Regions from separate parts of the Mus musculus genome. Here region 1 is linked to region 2. The links are chromatin contacts, called in public Hi-C maps. All regions are on one chromosome and are shown on one strand. Each heading gives the region's core, a stretch centred on a gene start, on an enhancer-like site or on the middle of the called end of the contact. The rest is flanking DNA. Distances are from core to core; before and after follow the strand shown.

Region 1 (5,198 bases), core at 453-2,952, 190 kb after region 2:
TCCTCCCTCTTCCTGAGGGTTGGTTAATATGGGTTCCTCATGAGGTTTATTGTTTTCCCTTCTGTTCCTCCCTTCATCCATCTAACAACAAGAACACAGTACTATGTGCCAACCCTCCTATAAAGAATAGCAACTCAAGTAAGTCATATCTGTTCTATAGAGCTTTCCAGAATAGTATAGTGCATGGGAGGTTGATTCTATGTGGTGTCTTTCCTGCTCTTGGTTCTCCAGGTAAACCTTCAGGGCAACATCATGGGGGAAGAAAAGTCCAGGTTTGACATATGAAGTTGCTTCAAACCTGGCTCTGAGGTCATTTCTTCAATCCCCACCTAACCCTCTCAGTACTGCACTCTACCCTTAAAGCTCTCAGCAAGCTCTGAAGCCATATTGTTAATTTCTTGATGGCTCTCCACCTGCCCTTTTGCAGCTGTGGATGCCATGAGGCAGTATAGGGTTTATCTTCAACACAGCAGTTGATCTGGTGCTTGGAATAAAGCCTGATCTCAGACAGAAATTCAGTGAATGTCTCATATCTGAACCCAAACATGGCTGCCCCTGTGACCACACTAATGTGGGACTAACCACAAACCCGCCCCTCCCCCCTCAAGGCTTGTGGTCTTTAGGACTCCCTAGTGTAAACTTTTCTTTTGTGTCATTTTAAATTGCATCCATCAGCTTGTCACCTTCATGCCAGTCTTCCCTAGCCTTAACACAGGCTTCGGGCATGGCCTCAGTGTTCCCCTTCCCACAGTGCTTTGCACACAGTGAGGTCACACAGTCAGGAACACCTGCTAGAATCCTGTGAAGGCTGCAGTGCTGGGGAGTCAGCCTTTTCACAGACTTGGGGAAGTTCTGAGGCTTGCACAAGAGGGTGTGTGTGTTCACAAGTGTGGGAAGTGAGGACACGAACCCTTCATTTGCCAATAATAGAAGCATAGTTTGTCCTGGTGCTGCTAACATTAGTGCCCAGGTGACAGAGACAACGCGAACCATCCTGCATGTGCTAATAAGGAGTTCAGGACAGACTCTGACAGAACAGGCTTGCTCTAACCCATGATTGATAGTGTCTTGGGGGAAAGCCAGACGTGATGGATGCCAGTCATAATCTTCTGAGCCAGCCCACTATTTCTAGCTCCCCACAAGTCTGAAGAAGCATGACTGAACTTCATACTTCATGATCTGAGACTTCGTGACCTGGAAAGGCATTTGTCCAGTGCAGTGAAAGAAGAGAGAAAAACTCATGTTAAATGAAGAGCCCTTCCTTTTCAGAAAGATGTCATGGGATGGGAAGGGAAATAAGTTTAAAAACTCAGGTAATTCTGAACCTTGGAATGTACCCAAGCAATTTCCCATGAAGGGTCAAAGGTCAGGAAGGAGGCAAGGGAGGCGATTAAGTTCAAAATATATTATGTGAAATACTCAAAGAATCAGAAAAACTGTATGTGTGTGTGTATATATATACACACACACACACACACACACACATTTATCCATTTATTCATTCATTTATTTATATGAATAGGGGAGTCACAGGTTTAGTTTTACACACAGGGGAAGTCAAACATGCCCAGTGTATATCACTGCCATTTCAAAGACATTTGAGATCTCCGTTCTCTGAGTAAACATCCAAGAGCCTAGAGGATAAACTTCTGAAGGCTAAACCTACCAAACCATTTCCTGCCAGAAGGCACTAAGAGCAGACTGCAGACTCTGGGCCCCAAGATGAGATAGGCTGAATTAGATTAGGCAGCTTACTGTTGACATGTCTATTGATCTGGGCTCCACACAGTTTCCTGTCTCTACCAGCAGTGGGGATGGCTGTGGACAATAATGCAGAGACCTAGTTTATGTGAGGCTGGTGACTCCAAGCATCAGTCACTGTGGGAAGGCAGTGGTACTGGGAGATAAGGGTAAGCTGCTTGCAGTGTTTAGGAGCACTGATGTCCCAGCTGCATGCGTACATCTGAAAAGTTCCCTGTAAATTTCATAGTGTTCTACCCATAGAGTTTCCAGTGTTGCAGTGTTCCAGTGTTTTCCAGTGTTCCAGTGTTTCCAGTTTTCCAGTGTTTCCAGTGTTGCAGGGAGATTTGTTGTTAGGGTGGGGAAGCCCACTTACTCAGATTACTTTGTGCTTTTTAGATACTTACAAGTGTGAAATGGGATGCTGGACCTAAGAATGAGGAACCTTCCTGATGCCAGTGTTGACGAAAGAACAGGGCTCAAGACTCTTGACTTAGATACTTTGTAATCTTTTCTTCTCTGAGACCACCAGGTAGATAATGAGCCCATGGGTTGTGCCTTTAATATCCACTTACTGGTGTTGGTCATACGATCATAAAATGTTATACTTTAAAAAGTATGCTGAATGCAGAAATATAAATAGAAATTATAATTGTTTTGTGGCTTTTGATACAAATATGGTTTAGAGCTTTTTTTAACGATAGAGGAAGGTGGTGACTTATTTTATGTATATTTTAAGGCATCAATAATTTAATACAGATTTTGCATCTAAGGTTTTTATTAGCACATTTAGCGATATATAATAACGGATTTCATTAAGACTTTTTTCTACAGGCATATAATATGCTTTTCATTTGTTTTTTATTTATTTATTTTATTCTATGCTTATGAGTGTTTGTCTGCCTATATGAATGTGTACCATATGCCTGCCTGGTGCTTGTGGAGGTCAGGACAAGGCCCCAGATCCTCTGAAACTGGAGTTACAGACAGTTGTAAGGCACCATGTGTGTATGGGAAGAGCACTAGCCACTGATCCATCTCTCCAGCCCCATATATTTTAATCATATTCACCCCCAGGAACCCTCTCTTGCCCCTTTTTTACCTCTTAGCTGCTCCCCCTTCTACTTTGGTTTGATTTGTGGTTGAATTGCTTACTGGACTACAGGGGGAGGGTTATTTTAAAAGCATGGGTGCCTTACCAGTTAGATGTGAGTACCTTGGTTTTTTGATTTGTTTTTGCTTTTGTTTGGGGGTTGTTTGTTTGTTTGTTTTTTGTCTTTTGGGGTTTTGTTGTTTTGTTTGTTTTTGTTTTTGTTTTTGTTTTTGTTTTTGAGACAGGGTCTCACTTTGTAGCTTTGCCTAGCCCAAAAGTATATGTAGACTAGGCTGGCCTAGAACCCACAGAGATCCAGTGCCTTTGCTTCCTGAGTGCTGGGATTAAAGGCACGCACCACACCCAGCTAGATGATGCTTTTAGATACAGCCCCTCTGTATCTACTCACATACTTCATTATTACAAACTCCCTTGATAAATAATGAGGACTCGTTTTCACGATTTTGGTTAGCTTTCTCGAAATGTAGCTTTCCTTAGAGCCATCTTTCCTTTTCCTTCAAGCACGTCGGAAAGGGCAGAGGTTGGGTGTGTTCATGTACTCCTGAACGGGTGTCAAAGAGGAATTTTTTTAGATTTATTTATTTATTTATTTATTTTATGTATGTAAGTATACTGTAGCTATACAGATGGTTGTGAGACTTCATGCGGTTGTTGGGAATTGAATTTTAGGACCCCTGCTCACTCCAGCCCAAATATTTATTTATTATTATACATAGGTACACTATACCTAACTTCGGACACACCAGAATAGGGCGTCAGATGGCTCAGTGGGTAAGAGCACTGACTGTCTTGAGTTCAAATCCCAGCAACCACATGGAGGAATGTTTTTATAATCCACAGAGTTCAACAGTTAACTGTTGTCAGCAGTTATTGTTTTTTGTTTTGGACACCTTGCTTTATGTGTCCCCTGGGCTGATCCAAAACTGGTAGTAATGTTCTAGCTTGGGTTTCTCCAGTGCTGGGATTATGGGCAAGCATTATGCCCTGTGAGCTGAAGTCATGATGGGTCAGCACTTTACAAGTGGGTACGTGTGAATTTCCTGCTGAAGAAGCAGCCTCGTATTCCTAAGTAGAGTCCCTGGGCAAACTCGTGGATTCCTTCTGAAACGTACAGGTAACAAGTCAGTGAAGACTTCTGACTGACATTTCAGTACTGAATGTGTCTTCAATTCACGTTTATCTCAGAAGCACTTTCCTTACTGTTGCAGTAGAAATTGAGGGAACTCCTGAAGTGCAGTCTGTAGGGCAGCAGGGCTACAAACTTGTTAGTGACTTAGCTGCATTTTCCAAGCCGGCCTCCTGAGGGCGGAGCCCCCCCCCCCCCCCCCCAGGAGACTCCACAACATTGGAAACATTCTTTCTTTTTTATACCTTTAGAATGCCTTCCAAAGTGAACACTGTTTAAAGCCTGTTTAGCATTTATTGACATAGTTTTAGGTTTTATCTTTTAATGAGAATTTTAATTGGTTTACTGCAGGATTCATGCAAGTGCCTAGAATGTGGATATATGAGGGGACCTGATAAACAGAATGAGCAGTTAGTGGCAGACACCTCTCAGACAGCCCGGCAGCCTACTTCCTGGTGGTCCAACATATGAAGGCTGCTCGCTTTAGATTACCTTCTTTTAAATTTAAGCCAGGGTCTCCTGTAGCTCAGATCCTCTCCAGTTCCCAACCTCCTGAGGTCTCCACTGGGGCTGAAACCGCAGGCTTTGTACATGGTAGACAAGTATTCCACCAGCCCAGACATTCTCTGTCCCCTACCTAACCTGTAGTCACAGGTTTCTTCTCAGGCCTCAGTAGGGAAATGTTAGATTCCTCAGTGGTGCTATCCAGGCATGCTACAGTCATAGTTCTGGCTTCGTTGTCCCTGCACACTACCCTCCCTGACTTGTCTCCCTCTTCCTGTGTGCCTGCTCCACTGTGCTGAGGACTGTGCAGTCACAGCAGTAGCATAGGAGCATAGCTTTAGGAGAGATGTCCCTAACCCTTTTCTGGTTTTCTCTGTGACCCATAAAGTCCAGCAGCCTCCTGCCTCTTGGGTGCCAGAAACAGCTGAGGGTTGGGAGGAGGGGAAGAGCAAAGACTGTGGGGGTCCTCGGGAGAGGTAAAGAGAAGGGAATGCTGGATTGGGCTAGAAAAGTCTGGGAACAGCATGAGAGAATCCTGCCTAGGAACAGTCATGGGGTCTACAGTAGCATTGGATGACAGGACCTACCTATCTTACGTTCATATTGGATTTTATTACTGATTTAAATACACACACACACACACATATATACACACACATATATGTGTGTGTGTGTAAACCAAGGGGTTGGTAAGATAGATCGGTGGGTAAAAGC
Region 2 (4,889 bases), core at 533-3,032:
CCATCTGTCCATCTACCTATGTCATCTATCCATCATCTGTCTATATCTAGCATCTATCTATAATCTATCCCCTGACTGTCTATTATCTATCATCTATATATCATTTATCTATTTTTCTATTATCTATCTATCCCTTCTGCCTTCATTGCTCTGTGAGATTACATGTATGTGCCACCAAACCCAACATAATGCAGTCTAGAGGACAGCACTCAGAACTTTGTGTTTACCAGGTAAGCACTGTACCTACTGAGCCACATCCCTCAGCCTGTTTTGTCCTTTTTGCTGGCTGTGATTACTACCTTCTGCTGCTTCTTTGATTGATGGAGCTGAAAGCCTGCAGGGAGACAGGAGGTGAGTCAGAAATTCTGAGCAAAAAAACCAGTCAGGTGGTATATGGAGTGACATTTGTGGAATCTTAGTGTTCACTGCTTTTCTTGCCCGTGAATACACTGTTACAGTCAGCCTGGCTGGATAAAGACACATTATTTTATAAATCCTTGACCTTCAGGTGCCTTTTCCTGTGCTCATTGCGGTCGGCCTTAAAGCCCTTTGTTGGAGCATTGTGCTCAGATGATGGGGAAAGATGTGTCTGTCTCTGATGTGCAGTGCACTGTTCATACCTCTGCTTCTCACTCTTCTTAACATTTGCTGTTTATTTTTGTGTCTTAGGAGAGGTAGAACTACTGTCCACTTTAGGAATACTAGTCAGAAAATTACATCAGCATTTCTATCTTATAGTATATTCTTCTCAAAACCTATTTCTGATACCCTGCCTGGAGAATAGGAACCGTTTAAAAGACATTTATTTATTTAGTTTAGTTTAGTTTGGATAGAGACAGTTTTTTGGTGGTGGTTGTTTTTGTTTAATCAGTTCCTTTGTAGGTTTTTCCTATCACGATCAACTTGGTTTTGGAGCAGTCCTGAAAATGTTGCTTTTAAGTGTTCGAGCAATTCATTCGCTGGTTTTGGTTTTGGCCACCTGTGTGGCCTGTGATATTTCTGTGATGGTTCTGTATTGATGAGGGGCCTTTTTCCCCTTTGCTTTTTCTGATGTTCAGGTCTCAGGTGAGACCCTTGTGAGTGTTTCCAAGGTACTCTACCAACCCAGTAGTCTCTCCAGCACAAGCTAAGTCAGACTTTTTAAGTAGCTGAGAAACTATGTAGAGATTAAACTACTGGAGAGAAGTGTGGTTATTTTTACTACATCCAGCTGAAGAGATTGGTGGGCTGGGACATTTGAATTTCTTTTCATACGGGGCAGTATTTTTTATCTTCTCTAAGCTAAGCACATACTAGTTCCTAATTTTGATGATTTAGTCTTTACAATGCTGGGTGATGGAGCAGCCCCAAAACACACACACACACATGCTTGTTTTCTTCAAGAGTTACAATTTCCAAGTTGAGAAATGAAACTGTAATGTTGATATTCATTAGTTGAGCCCTCTGGTAAACATGTTTCTTGTCCTGTCCAATGCTCTCGGTTCAAAGAAGAAACTCATTAACTGGCCCTTTGTGCTTTAACTTTTACCTAGACAGAAGTATGGTGTGATGGCACTGTCATCCCCCTTAGATGTCTTGATTTGCCTGTGGGTGCTCACTCTGCCCCTGTTCCTCTAAAGAAACAATGGCCTTTGGCGTGCCAAGGTCTTCACTTCCCTCCTGCTTGCCTTGTCAGTCATGTGGTTTCTCCCTTGCAAATCTCTTTGCTCCAGTCATTCCTTCAGTGGGTGTTTGTTCAACTGGAGCCCCCCTCCCCCCACAAGCCTTCCTCACGCAGGCTCTGCCCCTTAGAGTACAGAGGCTTGGTTCCTCTTTTGTCCCTTGACAGATCCTTCCCCTCAGGATGACATCTGTGTTTCTGCCCACCACCCTCCTCTTGGCCACGTTACCAAAGTGAGTTTGCCGTGGCTTCTCCCAGTGTCCACGTAGACACAGCCCAGACAGTCACCATGCTTTACCTATCCATAGCATCCAGAGGTAGTGAAGCTGACAACTAAGAATAGCCATCACATACATATAAATTTTATTCGAGATTTGTGCGGTTATACAATTGATACTTCTTGACAACACTGCTTGTTATATAGCACCTGCCTGTGACAGGGAAGACTGAAGACATGTTACAGAGGAAAGGCCTGAGGGCTGAAGAGAGACGGAAAGTCTGTCTGTGTGAAGCCGTGGTCCTGCTTTGAAAGTGATGGAGGACACTGCCTTTCTTATCTAAGTGTTGGCCTGTGCGCTTCCTTGGGGACAGCCTCCTAATTGAACTCGGATGTGAGAGCTAAGCAGCTTGCACCATCAGCTGCCCCTGCCGATCTCTGTGTGTCCTAATGAGCTCTGCTGATTGAGAGCTGGTCCTGTTTAATCCTGGGAGAGCCCAGGAGTCTGTCTGAGCTTTGCTGAGCTGCTGTGACCCAGTTAAGTGAGGTTCTTAAAAGGACATGGGGGGGGGGTGGGAGGAAAAATCCAAAAATGTTGATGTAAGTCCAAGACACCTGTCAATTTTGTTCTCAAGGAAACATTAAATTATTCTTCATGTCTACAACTAAGTAAATTCCCTGCTTCCTTTGCAAATGGTATTTGAACAAAATATTTGATTGTGTTGGATAATTTGTGGACATTAGAATTGGGCCTAACAGTAAGCACTCTGTAGTGAAAACATTGTGATTTTTCTGAGAGCTTTTTTTCTTTAGATCCAGGGGTTTCTTCATTCTCGCTAGACTGTAAATGTATTGTTCTATCATCTATGGCTGCGAGCTGGGAAAGTTTCACCTGTATAGGCATTTGTTTGCTTTTTTCCTCACTAGAGGGACAGTATGATTTTGTGTCCGTTTACAGAAATTGCATATACTATAAATTCTAGCACACCATCAATATGCTTGGCATAAGATTTAGACTCTTGTGATCATTTTATTTAGTCAACACCCACCCCTCCCCAAGAAACACTTCTAATTCATATAGATATTTGATATGAAAACCATGTTGTGATTTTGAAATTCTTTCCTGTCTGCCTATGCATCTGCCACATGTGTGTGGGTAGATGCATGCAGGGGTCAGAAGAGGGGATTATATCACTGGGAATGGAGTTCCAGGTGGTTATGAGTGAGCACTATTAATCACTGAGCCATTTCTCCAGACCCTTAAATTATTTTCTAATTAAAAAAAAGTTATTTAACTTTATTTAATGTGTTTGGATGTTTTCCTTGCACAAAGTTTATGTGCCATTTGCATGCAGTGCTCAACTAGGCCAGAAGAGGGCAGCAGAGTCCCTGGAACTGGAGTCCCTCCTTAGCTGTCATGTGGATCTGGGAATTGAAACCAGGTCATCCAGGAGGGCATCCAGAGCTTTTCACTGCAGAGCCATCTTTCTTCCCTTGGAGTTATTTTCTGATAGAAAGGAAATACTGTTCATTATGATATTCCACAGAAGTGTTAATTGAATTGATTCCGATGTAAAAATGATCCCACACCAATTGTTGTTGTTTTTGTTTCCTAAGTGTCCATTACACATGTAAGCTATTTGCAAGCCCTTCCTCTTCCCTGTGGAATACAGTACAACTTATGGACAGAGTAGGGCTAATACGGACACACTCTTGGTATTGCTGTTGTTTGTGGTGAGATTTCATGTATCACAGGTTGACTTCCAACTCACGGTATAGCTGACGATGACCTTGAACGTCTGCTAAAATACCAGTACCCATAACATTTTGTTATTTGTTCCCCTTTTAGTGTGTGTGTTGCATGTATATATGTATGTCTGTAAGTGATAGGTTTATTTCTCTGCTGCCAGTGAAATGAGCCAATTCAAGCCAGATTGCATCGTATTAAAGGCAGGTGTACTGGGAAGTTACTCCCTGGCAAGTTCACTGGCTCTAAGGATTGAAGCCAGGGGAGTCACCATAGGGAGAGGGGAAAGAGAGAAAGGACTTGTGTGCAGAGAGAGAAGAGGAGGAGGAGAAGGAGGAAGAAGAGAGAGAGAGAGAGAGAGAGAATATGAATCGCAAAATGTCTGAATTATATAGAGTAGCGCTTCTGGGGAAGGTCAGCCTAGACCCTGGGTGGGAAAGTTCAAGGCTGGGGCAGGGCATGCCAGGTAGGGACTGTAGGGACTGAGGGACACTAGGAGAACCTTGGAGGCCAGGTCTGCTTTGATAAAACTTGTACCTTAGTCCCTTGTCCAGGGTCTAAAACCATGCAGTATGAATGCATTTGTGTAGGTATGTGTGCACGTGTATATGGAAGTCAGAGATTGATGTTGTGTCTTCCTTTCTTGCACACTCCTACACACACACACACACACACACTTACTTTATTTTACCCAGGCAGATGCATACTCTCACTTAACCAAGAACTGTTGGATCTGACTAGTCTAGTTGGCCAATCTGTCCAATGCATGGATCCTCTGTCAGCCTCCTGAGTGCTGGAATTGCAAACAAGCCACCAGGACAGTTTGACTTTCATGTGGGTTCAGAGAATACAGCCAGAGTCTTCATGCACTTTGCCCACTGAATCATCTCCCCGGTTCCACTCTGATACTTTTTCACTTTTAAATGATCTCCTGTATCTCTGGGTGACCTCGCAGTGGCTGTGGCATCTTCTGGTCCACCATCACCTCTTAAAGGTGTTTTAAAGATGTAGGTGGATTTTTTTTTCACATATGATCAACTCATAGTTTGAAAGTTGGACATTACTCGTGGGTGTGGAAATACAAACATCTCTCCCAAAGACCCGTCTCCCTCCTTCCCACAGGAAGGCACAGTTGGAGGCCGTGTGTTCTTTCAAATGGTACCATGCCTTCAGGAGCAAGTAGAGGGTGGCTTGTCGTGTTGTTTTTTGAAATAATACCTCGTAGGTAGCTCTGGCTGGTCTTGAACTCAGAAAGATTGGCCTTT

Evidence for each region. A called contact is a pair of places that touch in the nucleus more often than the background predicts.
Region 1: a contact with region 2 is called in a Hi-C map of the N1E-115 cell line, with 2.9 times the contacts expected there. The contact joins two enhancer-like sites. A contact is called at or near these places in 4 of 484 Hi-C or Micro-C datasets (LSK cells, the N1E-115 cell line, nephron progenitors and 1 more) and 4 of 115 datasets of contacts at active chromatin or transcription factors (bone marrow-derived macrophages, embryonic stem cells and stem cell-derived neural progenitor cells).

The regions. Positions count from the first base shown.
Region 1 is chr8:127,514,464-127,519,661 of GRCm38.p6, forward strand. All of the region lies in intron 22 of Pard3 (par-3 family cell polarity regulator), which reads left to right. Among named protein-coding and RNA genes, the nearest start is that of Gm51558, 42 kb to the left of the region's middle. Within about 2 kb of position 1,703, at least 47 of the 459 cell types and tissues checked have an H3K27ac peak or open chromatin away from gene starts, as enhancers often do. A contact at or near this core is called in the N1E-115 cell line, where this site is marked.
Region 2 is chr8:127,328,684-127,333,572 of GRCm38.p6, forward strand. All of the region lies in intron 5 of Pard3 (par-3 family cell polarity regulator), which reads left to right. Among named protein-coding and RNA genes, the nearest start is that of Gm9909, 120 kb to the right of the region's middle. Within about 2 kb of position 1,783, at least 39 of the 459 cell types and tissues checked have an H3K27ac peak or open chromatin away from gene starts, as enhancers often do. A contact at or near this core is called in the N1E-115 cell line, where this site is marked.